2 separate regions of the Lactuca sativa genome follow, and region 2 is linked to region 1. Evidence: chromatin contacts called from public Hi-C data. All regions are on one chromosome and are shown on one strand. The core of a region is the stretch at or near the end of the contact, and the rest is flanking DNA. Distances in the headings are between cores, read along the strand shown. Region 1 holds the start of LOC111897274 (ureidoglycolate hydrolase). Region 2 holds the start of LOC111897285 (COP1-interacting protein 7).

Region 1 (5,725 bases), core at 878-3,377:
CCAGTATACCTTCAAAGATAATACAAAAACATCATTTTAACTTTTAAGGATAAATGATAATGAAAGTGATTTTGAAAAAAAAAAGATTACCAACAGTTCCAACAGTGTCTATGGATCCAGATTCAAGAACATGTTTTTCCACAGCTAGTGCCAGCTCAGCAGCAGCCAAACCTGCATCATTTCTTTTCCAAAATTGTGTATAAGACTCAAATATGTCATAATAATAATAAAAACAAAAGTTCTAAAGAATTGTTTATTTTATTACCTTTGAGGCATTAAAGCAGCTCCAGCATGACCTCCATTTCCTCCAAAATCAACTTTAATACTTGCAGGAGCAGCAATAGCAGTCACAATACCAATAGAAATTCCTTCATTTTCCAAAATAGGTCCTTGTTCTATATGAAGTTCTACAAAAGCTGAATATCTTTTATCATCTAAAAACACAGTGGAAAAGTCATTGTTTTCTGCATATCCAGCAGATTTTGCAGCTTCCATGAAGGAAATATTCTGATTATCTACAGTCTGCTTAAGAGCTGTAGCAAGTGAGACACTTCCAGCTAATAATCGGCTGAAAAAAAAAATCAGATAAGTATCTCACAAGAAAAATAGAGATTAATTACTGAATTATCTTTCATTCTATAATCAAACTTGCTAAAAAGTACAAACCTTCCTAAACAACTGATGCCATATCTTGTAGGCTCTTCTGAGGTAAACATGATTACTTCTAAAGACCTTTTAGGCTTAAATCCATATCTGTAAATTCCAAACATCAAGATAAAACAAGACTTTAGGTGACAAAAAAAACACAAAAAGTGCAATAAACTCAAAAGATTTAAACACCTCTTTAGTACATTAATGGCTTCAATGGCACCCAATACACCAACTACCCCATCATATTTCCCAGAATATGGAATAGCATCGATGTGAGATCCTGTTGAAACAGCAGATAGATCTGGTTCACTCCCTTCCCTGTAGTGTATAGAATCAAACAAGATCAAAAGTCAACTTTCAGAGGTTCACTTTAGTACAAAATATTTCTATGTTATAAACTAAAAGTAGTACAAGATATTGTTTAAGGCATACAAATAAACTCACCACTGACCAAATATATTGCCAACAGCATCTTCTCTCACAGAAAGACCAGCTTCTTTCATCAACTTCTTGATGAACCTAAATGGAAATTGACAAAAAAGATTCAAGAAAAAATAAACAGATTTGTGTTTCTTCAACAGACTAACCACTTTTTTGCAGTTAATATATAGATTGATCATTATAGAATATAGAAGATGTTCCTTTTCAATCAAAACTATAACTAATTTCATAAGAAGATCATGAACAATTCCATAGGGCGATTATCGTTTTTAAGGCGTAATTCTAATGATCATAATCGATTACATACCTTCTAGCCAGTACATCATTTTCGCTGTACAAGATCCTTGTTACTGAAGGGGCTGGTGAATCCGAGAAACTCGAAAGTTCATCGATCTGTTTTCAATTTTAACAATATAAGTAACTCATTTGATCATCAAAACTCGAATTTGGAGTTTACTGGGATGCGGAGTGCAGTTGATGCTTGAAAAGAACGATTATCATTCCTACTGCTACTACTACTACGAATTCAGTTCGGCATAAGTAAAATATCTATGATGAATAGAAGCAGAAAACGACTGGATTATGAAACTGAATGATACACCACCTGTTTCTGAAGATTTACAGAATCCACCGCGAAGGAAGAGACGGAGTCAATTTCATGAAGTGGATAACCGGAGAATTCCTCCATTGTTTTGATTGTTGAGTCCATTTCATCAACATTTTGAGCTTGTACGCAAGCGATGAAGGTAACGAAAAGAACATAGAGCATGAGACGGAATCTGAAAACCATCATTATCCTTGTTCGATTGGGATTGTTGGGTTTAGAATTTTGATGAGTTTAGAGTGAATAATTTAGTCACGGAGTGGAGAGATGAATCCGACTCCATTAATCAAAGGGGTTTATCGCATGTGGAGCAGATGATGACAAAGGACAAACAACTTTGCCTCTAAAAGCTGGTATTTTCTTCAATAAAATATCTCCATTTAAATTTCCTAGGTGACCATGTGAACCAAAAGAAGTTAACATTCAAAGAAAAAAAATAATTCTATTGAAACTGTGAGCCAAACGAAGTTAACATTCAAAGAAGAAAAAATAATTGTACTGAAAATTGATAGGGATGATGGGATTCTTTAATGTATTTGATATATTTGATGGAAGTGATATTTTTTTATTATTTTATTTTTATTATATTTTTTTTTTCGATCTCTTCGTTTCCCTTCGAAAAATTTACAAGAAAACATTGAGGTTTATAAAGTTTTAGGGTTTCACACCGTTCTTTCTTTTTTGGTCGATTTTACCTCGTAATTTTCATGCAACATGTAATTTTCCCTTTTTGTGTTAACTGGCATGTTATCTCAATGCCTTATAAAATGAAATAAAAAGATCCGTGATGGGAGACTTGAACTTCTTTATGATTGTGTCATTTGTTGGTGTTTCTAACTCTGTTGTTGGTAGCAATAAATGCTTGTCGGGTTTGTGGTGGTGGGCATGCCTCTAATGCAATAAATGTTTGCCGATTCTATGGTGGTGCTCATGTCTTTGATGCTAATGATGTTTGTGATGTTGGTGATGAGAGATTTATCTCGTGATCGTATTGTAGTTGGTTATAAACATGTGAAAAATGCTTTGGTGATGGTGTGAAAGACGGTGATATGACAACCGGTAAATTAACTAAGTCAATCTAGGCCACGTTATGCGTCCAACACTTTATAAGCGTTCCTTCAAAGTGGGCTCTAACTTGGTATGGGCAACGGGTTGGACCTAGACCGAATCGACCTGAAGACCAAAAACCTGAAATTCTTGAATTACCTTGATCGATGGGTTTAGGTTGTGCCACTTCCGGTTTCGGGTATGTCGGTTTTGGGTCCCAAACCAAGCTTCAGTCCTTGTACTGAATTAGAACATTTGTTGGGCTTCATATAACTTGTTGGACTATTTTATTATTTGTTGGACAACTTTTACCATACATCACATTCATGTTATAAAATGACTATTATTTTATCAAAAAAATGAGTTAACTCTTTTTTATTATTTCTTTTACTTTCAATCATAAAACAGTCGTCACTTGCTAAAAAGAGCATGACAATAAATATCATTGTACGAAAAATAATAATAATTAAAATATCATCAATACCAAAATAATAATAATCAAAATATCATTGTACAAAAATAATAATAACCATGTACCAAGCCAATTATCATTATAGCAAAACAAATAATCTATGAAAAAAAAACAATTAAAATGTAATCGGCTTCTTTCCATTCATTTACCTTCTTTTTCATCCATGGATGCTTCAATCTCTATATAAAAAAAAAGGTAAAATGGATAACATTTTATTAACACTTAGCGACAAATACAAACTTTGGAGCCATGACACACCACGACGAACTTTTTAGAACTTTAAAAATCTTTTTAAATAATTATCAAGATGGAAATTTAAAAAAAAATATCAAAATAAGTAATTTATGTATTAACTATAACGTTAAATGTAACACTGCATCAATGACATATTTACTTTTTATTCGCACGACATATAATTAAATGATATGATTATAATTAGATATCATAAATGCTTTAAAATATTCTGGATTTTATATATCAACTTTACTATAATAATAGTATTAATATAATTAAATTATTTTCAAACTATTTTAAAATCCTGTTCTAAACTGTTTTTTTGTAATGTTTCTCTTTCTTTTTTTTTTTTTGCGCTTTAATATAGTCCGCAGTTCAAAAAAAAAAAAAAAGTATTTAAAACATATTTCCTCAAATAAGAGTTTGAGTTCGGAAGGGACATTGCAAGGGGAACCTACGGATTCCGACGGTACGACCCCACTAACATAGCCGCTGCCTCCTCTCTGCGTCTCTGCTTCTGACAATCTCCTCGTGCAGTTCATCGCCTCACGACAGATCCTCCACCGCTGCTGCTCCGCTACGCCGCCGACGATCAAGAATAACCATGAATTTTTGTCAGGTAAGTTGTGTTTGTTTATGTTTCACCATATGGATTGTGGTTACTTTATTCGCTTTTGCTAATTTTGATATGGCCTATTAAGTTTGATTTTGCTCAAAACTGATTTAGGAGCTATTTTTTAGGGTTTATAAACTCATAACCAAGCGTAGAACAAACTGATAGGATCTAGTGGTGGATTTTGTTTGAATTTGGGGAATTGTGATGCTATACCACGAGGACTAGTGATTTAACTACCAGATTTCGTATTAAAACACAGTTTTTCTTTATAGTTGTATCAGATAATCATTATGTTCAATTTGCTGTAATGCGAGGTTAGTTATGAAATAATAAACACAGGGATTGAATTTGATTAACAACATTCTATTTGGAACTGTGATATAGGGGGTGTATGGATGTGTGTTTAAGCCAATTATTGTGACTTGATTCGTAGTAGTCAGTTTTAGATGAACTTGGAAGTTGGAAATGACAAAATCATGTTTCTGCAGATTTTGGGACCTTTTAAGTGGGATGTGTCCTCAGATAACTCCTTAATGTGGTGCAGAGTATATTCATTAAGAGGATTGAGTTGAGAAATAATTTTGCTAATCTAATTGAATCATTGGGGATTAAGGCATGGGTTTTTAGTTTGAATGATTCTATTTTGAGTTTTCCAAAATTAAGAGAGTTGTTTTTGCATCTTTGTCCCAACATACCTGTGGATTAATGAACACAACAAACATCTCCACTAAAGTCTGATTAACAAGTCTCCCAGTTCATCATAATTTCCTTTTCGCTTTCAGTATTTTCTTGCATTTGTACTCTATTTCCAATATTATCTGTTATTTATTGGCCAATATGTTTTTACATCATCTATCTTTATGTTTCCATTTCCTGCAATAGACAGAGAAGTTCTGTTTCTTAAGCTACACAATCTTTTAGGGCAGACACTGAAATTGTTTTAGATTTTAGTGGACCTTGGCACCTTGTTAATGGAATCACATGGAAGTGTTTGATTACTGGACTTACAACATAATGCTCAATTGTTATTTGATTATATTTTTCAGGATATACTCAACTGCTGAATTAAATATTTGATCAAAATTGTGAAGAAGGAAAGGGAAAGATGCTTTCAGGTTTGAAATTCATACCACGGGATCAGATTGATGATAAAGTAAGCCTCATTCCTTTAGTCTTCCTTTCTTATAATTCATTTACTTCAGCTAATGATGTGATGCTATATAATAAAAACTATGTATTAAATGTGAATCCTGAACTTTTTTAGACACATGATGAGAAGGTGAATGATTCAGATACGAGGAAAATTCATAAGAAGAAAAAGAAGCATAATCAGAGTAGTTCAAGTGACGATGGATCTCAAAGAATAAAGAAAAAGTCTAAAAAGAAATGGTATTCCTCTGAAGAAGATTCATCTTCATATTCTGATGCAAGTGAAAGTGGTAGTGATCAGGATACAAGGTCACATAGAAAAAGAAAAAAAGAAAAGAAGCACAAGAAGGGCAAGTCAAAGAAGTCAAGGAGAAAAGAATACTCTAGTGATAATGATAATGCTAAAGAAGATAAAGCAGTTGAGAAAAGCCATAAAAATGATGAGAATATTATAAGAAAAGAAATGGGAATGGAGTGGATGCTTAGACCTAAAGATAACATGGAGCAGAAA
Region 2 (5,725 bases), core at 1,791-4,290, 730 kb before region 1:
ATCAAGCTTAAGTCATGTGGCTCATAGTTGACTTTGTTTTCTGGATTTTGACTTCTTGATGAGAGGTCATAATCCATGTTGATGGTAGTAATTCTATTGTCATTTACACCAGAAGATGATCGGATGGAAACCATTAATGCTTCATCGGTATTCCCACGTAAGTCAATTCCATTCCGATCCTGAAACCTGGAATCAGCCAATGGATCTAACGAATTCCTTACATTTGCTTGTGCTCTTCCACCTACCATGAAATCATCATCATTTCCATTCCTGTAAATAATCTTTCTTCCATTTCTTTCATATGATTGCATATCAATTTTGTCCCCTTGGATATTGTCAGCATGTCCTCCATGAACTAATGGATCATCACCAGACATGGTTTTTTGTTGTCTTTTTTGGGGATTCTGATTCCGATTCCTTTCCATGGAAAACATATCTTCATTGGATTCCTTTCCATCTTCTGCAGCTCCTTTGAGTATAAAACTTTGAAATGCATCCCAATGGCCATTATCAGATTCGGTTTCTTTTTTACCTTTTCTCTTTGGAGATCTTAAGGTTTTCTTATTTGCAATTGCATTACTCTTGGGATCAGTGTCAGAAGCTGACTCATCATCTTCTGAGGAATCTTGTCTTTTTGAGTTGATGAAGTTAATATTACGAATAACCACCTTCCCTGATTTCATTTTTCCTGTATTTTTATGTTGTTCTGAACTTTCTTCAGAATCAAAGTTATCCATGGATTGCCTCTTTTGTTCAATTCTATGGGGATCCTCCATTGGAGGGTAAGGTGGAGGGTAAAATGGACCATTTCCTGGATAATGTTGATAGTAGGGCATTCCTTGCATATGATATGCTTGATAACCAGGGGAAGAATGCATTGACCATGGAGGAAAAGCTGGATGGGGAAATTGTCCTGTATGATATTGTTGTTGACCAGCTGGATTTGGTCAACCATATCACAAAAAAGTATAGAATATTAACATCAAAATGATAAAGATCAATTGGTTTATAAATCCTTACCTGCATTTGGATCACTGGATGTTTTTTCTTTAGTTTCTGGAGTTGTAGCCTCACTTCTGAGTTCATTATTATGACTTGAAAGCACAATTCCAGATGCATTTATGGCAGAATAATCTGATCTGGTGGAAATTGCATCTTCTGGTTCTATTTCAACCCATTGTCCTGAATCATGTTTCTGCTTCCATAAATCCATGTACCTCAAACAAGCACTCCTATTGTATATGAACCAAAAAAAAGTCAAAAGAATCTGCCAGGTTGTCAATTTTTTAAAAAAAAAATGTTAAAAATATAATCTACTTACATTAGACGTGATGCACCGAAACATTCAGCAAAAGATAACAAATTTGCCACATGGTCAATTTCAAATCCAGCAGCTACAGCACGTGCAAAAGCCATGCCTTGTTCTTTCTTCAGCACTGTTTTGCGTGTCTCAAGAACATTTAAGAGCTGGACTCTGAATGTTATACATGTGAATAAGAATTTAGTAGTTTTACATATAATCCTGTTTTTATATATAAATTGGGAAGTATTCGGTTTTCACACTGAATCAATTCAAGAAAGGAAGCACCAATACTTTGAATTTCCCTCCTTGCCACTGGAACTGCTAGTCTCCTGAACACCAGGCTGCCAAAAGGGGAAAAAGGAAAAAGGTAGTTAATAAAAAAAATGATAAGATACATGAGAAAATGAGTACATTGGTGATTTGTTTGTTACCTTATAAAGGACAATTGCCTTATCCTCATCAGTATCATGTCCAGGTTTGTTACCTTCATTGACTGACATTGCTAGAGGCTTTACATGTTGGTCTTCTATCTGCAATGATGAAAGCTTGAATTAAGAACAAATAATTCCGAAATATGATATAGTTAAATGTATATATGGTCATAAGGCTCACCATAATATCATTGTTTCCTTGAATGGCAATTGCTTCTTCTATCTGTAGGATTTCAGATTCTATAGTGTAGACACGTTCAAGAATCTCCGGGGTGCTCACAAAGCGAACAAAACTATAATCAACAAAGATATTAGGTTATCTTTTTTCCTTTTCTTCAATCTTCTCTACTAGTTTTAATAGGTTTTTACCAAAATGACTAATGCAAAAAACATTAAAGAACCAAGAATAAATAATACAGACCTTTCAACTGTACACTTTGTAAACCATGTTGCATTACTGCCAGATTCTGGTTGAAGCAAAACTGAATAACCACCTTCTGCAATCTGATCCTGAGCTGTCTTTAGGTGCGCAATAAAAGGGTTCAGCAAACCAGAAGCGATCTTCTCTTTCTTATCATTTGCGATGATGTATAAATCACACCTGGTAGTTTTGCAGGAGTAACGTTTAAATTCAAATTTCAATGCGAGCATTTCTCAATCCTTTTGATACTCATGCTAAACTATCCTTCTATTGCATTGGATGATGGTATCTGCTTATTTGTTTTCTAGGTTTTAAATGCTTCAACAGTGACGAAATAAATAACAATGATAAATCGAGCATACATCACACAAATTTGTCCACATTCATAGTAGGTCAAATGCCTGTGGAATAAGTTCTAACAGAAGTAACACTCGAACATCACGGAATTAAATGTTAACATATATGAAGTACAGCCACAGGACAAAGTGCAGTTCGGAGCTTAGCACATACAATAACCAAAAAACGCGTACAAACTTACCTTGTTCTTGTTGGCGTGAGTTGAAATACGGCGGAGTCCAAACGAGTCTTCGACTTCATTTTTGCTTGAAAATCCGATCAGATAGAAAGAAAAGCTGTAGACATCGATCTTTTCTGGACCTTGTAATTGTCAATATTTTGAGACATTCAAATCAACATTTGGACAAATCTGATAAGAAAAAAGAAGCAGAAAGTCGAATTGAAGTTTGATGAGCGAGCTACTGTTGCAGAGCTAAAGCAGAAACTTAAAAGATCCTTTAATGGCTGCTGCATTGAGAAAGAAAGAGAGAGAGAGACCGGAGAGCATCCAAAGTGCCTTTTTTTTTTTTCTCTCTCGACTGCTTCCTGCAAAACGTTATACCTACACCCCCCTATATGTTGGCGTATTCTCCAGTAAGAACCCTCAATATATCAAATTTGACTGAATATTAAAAAATACTCCCAAATTAATTATCTATATTTGACTTTTCAAAGTATTTATTTTTTAACTTTAATCTCAAATATTTTTCTTTTTGATATATAATACTTGATGCAAAATATATGAATGAATTGTATTTTAAATTTTTTTTATTGTTATAAGTTTCATCAAATACTATTTAACACAAATAAAAATATTTAAGATCAAAGTTAAAGAAAAATATTTCAAAAATAAAAATAGTCAATTAATTTGGGACGGAAAGAGTATAAATTACCAGAAAAGTTAAAAGACTAATATCAGAATTGTGTTTTTTAATTTTTTTTATTTGATCATTTTAGTTTTTTTTTCCTTCAAAAAAGCCTGTTTAATATGAGGATTTTTAAACAAAAAGTTTTGAATTTTTCAGAAAAAAATAAAAAGTGGAAGGTTTTATCGAAAAAATAAAAATAAAATATTAAGATTTTTTCAAAAGAAAATGAAAAATACATTGTAAAACACAATACATAACTTTTTCTATTATATTAGCAAAAGAATAATAATAATAATATACGTCAACTTATTACATCATAAAAAAATGAACAGCCCAACGATTTGGTTTAAATTAGATAATTTTTAAATCTAATTTAAATTTTAAACCAAAATGATTTCTAGAAAGATTGATTGACTATAATGGACGGGGGACTTTTATGACATTTGACTAAAAGTAAAGGGGGCAACGGTGGTGAACAAACAAAGAAAAGGGAGCAGGATATAAAATTACAGAAGCCGACACGTGGTTGACATTATGCGCCAAACTTTTTTATGGGAAGTTGTGATATCAGAAGAGTTTTGGGTTTTACTGCACAAATCCTTTTAACAAAAAGATGATAATAAGAATCTCTAATTTTACATTAAAAGATTTTATGTTATTTTTTCTAATGCGACAAAAAACTATACTGCTATGTGCATTAGTAATCCGTAGTGTACATATATAACAAAAGAAAAATTAGAAAATAATGGTCAATTACATGATCAGTTTATATTACATGGAAACTATAATTATAAAAATAATTAAATTTTGTAGTAAAATTTATAATTATTAATTAATTATTTTAAATAAATTATTAATTAAACATGATTTTATTGAATTTTTAATATAGAAATATAATTAATTATCGACAATTATAAACGAAACTTATTATATACGAATTTAAATTTCTTTTAAAAATTAGAAATCAAATAAATAATTGTCTAACTTATTATCAATATCAATATATTTTAAAAACTAAAAAATGATGGAAAAATATGAAGTATTATTTTATAGAGCATTTGAAAAAAAAATGTATATCACGAAAAACTGACAAAGATACTAATAATTATTATTTTATTATTATAGGAAATTTAGTTTTTTTTTTGTAAGTTTTAACCATTTTCAATAAAACAAAAATGATATCTTGTTATCTTATTAATAATAATAATAATAATAATACCCCAAATTTCTGATTATGTTTTCTTCAAATAGAATTTAACATTATATAACTCATAAAACTATTCGTTGTTAAAAATTGGATTATTTCGGATTGATAATAAATTAATAAAAACTAAAATGGTTGATCGTACTACAAGTGAATAAAAAAAAACTATTTTATAATAAAATGTCGGTTTGCTAATGAACATAATTTTTATGAAGCACCAACCTCACCCACCAGGTTGTGGCTACAAAGAGACTTGTTTTTAACAAATGTGGTATTATGAATAATTTATATAAATTGTAGTTATATTTAATAAGCATAATTAAGAGATTTTATTAAAAATGTGAAAATAAATTTGCATAAGATGTTCTTTAAAAGAACAAATTGGGAATTTTTTTTTTGGATATAATCTAAAATGTATTCAAATTATACAATTTGTCAAATTATTAAGGGGAGGAATTTCCTCCCGTAAAAATACTTTCACAAATTAGATGAACTTCTTAAATTTATATTTTACGAAACAAAGTTTATATTTGAATATTGCTGTGATTTTTTAATAAAATATGGCAAATAAAATCAGATAATGCTTAATTTATATAAAAAAAATGTGAAGTACATGAATGTCAGTCGGTTGGTGCTAAACTGCGCCGGGGCCGAATTTTGTGTGCTTGGGCCACAAAAAAACATGACAGCTGGGGTATTTGTCGAGACAAAATCTACCCAACGGTCAAATTGAATTCCTACATGCATCTCGGTCTCACAAAAAAACAATATTTTTCCTTTTTCAAATATTGTTTTCTTTTTAATTATAAAAGTTGACTATAATCTTTAAAGAAAATCCTACAAATATAAATATTTCAAATGTTTACTGATCATTAAACGCGAATTCGATTAAGATGAAAAGTTAAGTTTTTTTCCTTGAACGACAAATAATATTATTAAAAAGAAAAGACGGCTAAATGAGAAGCTCGAACCATGTTACAAAAAAAACACTCTGAGATGGGAGACATGCTCCAGCTAGCCCAATCTATTTTATAAAGATTAGTTTATTTTTGACGTATTAACTAAAAAACTAGTTGTTAAATAAAAAACTAGTTGATAGCTGAAAAGTAGCAGATAAAAAATAACGTCTGATAAAACTAGTTGAAAAGTCAACTGAAAAAT

Evidence for each region. Hi-C and Micro-C count contacts between places; a contact is called where the count stands out from the background.
Region 2: a contact with region 1 is called in a Hi-C map of seed, with 5 times the contacts expected there. The contact joins the promoter of LOC111897285 here to the promoter of LOC111897274 in region 1. A contact is called at or near these places in 2 of 4 Hi-C or Micro-C datasets (leaf and seed).

The regions. Positions count from the first base shown.
Region 1 is chr5:186,005,292-186,011,016 of Lsat_Salinas_v11, reverse strand. It overlaps LOC111897274 (ureidoglycolate hydrolase), which reads right to left and starts at 2,127. Exons shown (of 11, transcript XM_023893236.3): 1 at 1,697-2,127; 2 at 1,400-1,485; 3 at 1,096-1,170; 4 at 841-969; 5 at 667-753; 6 at 266-568; 7 at 91-182; 8 at 1-9. The coding sequence starts at 1,885. LOC111897182 reads left to right here and starts at 3,852. Exons shown (of 10, transcript XM_023893135.3): 1 at 3,852-4,068; 2 at 5,112-5,218; 3 at 5,330-5,725. The coding sequence starts at 5,171.
Region 2 is chr5:186,739,019-186,744,743 of Lsat_Salinas_v11, reverse strand. It overlaps LOC111897285 (COP1-interacting protein 7), which reads right to left and starts at 3,040. Exons shown (of 12, transcript XM_023893249.3): 1 at 2,694-3,040; 2 at 2,156-2,335; 3 at 1,916-2,027; 4 at 1,735-1,833; 5 at 1,595-1,644; 6 at 1,322-1,474; 7 at 1,021-1,232; 8 at 1-937. The coding sequence starts at 2,752.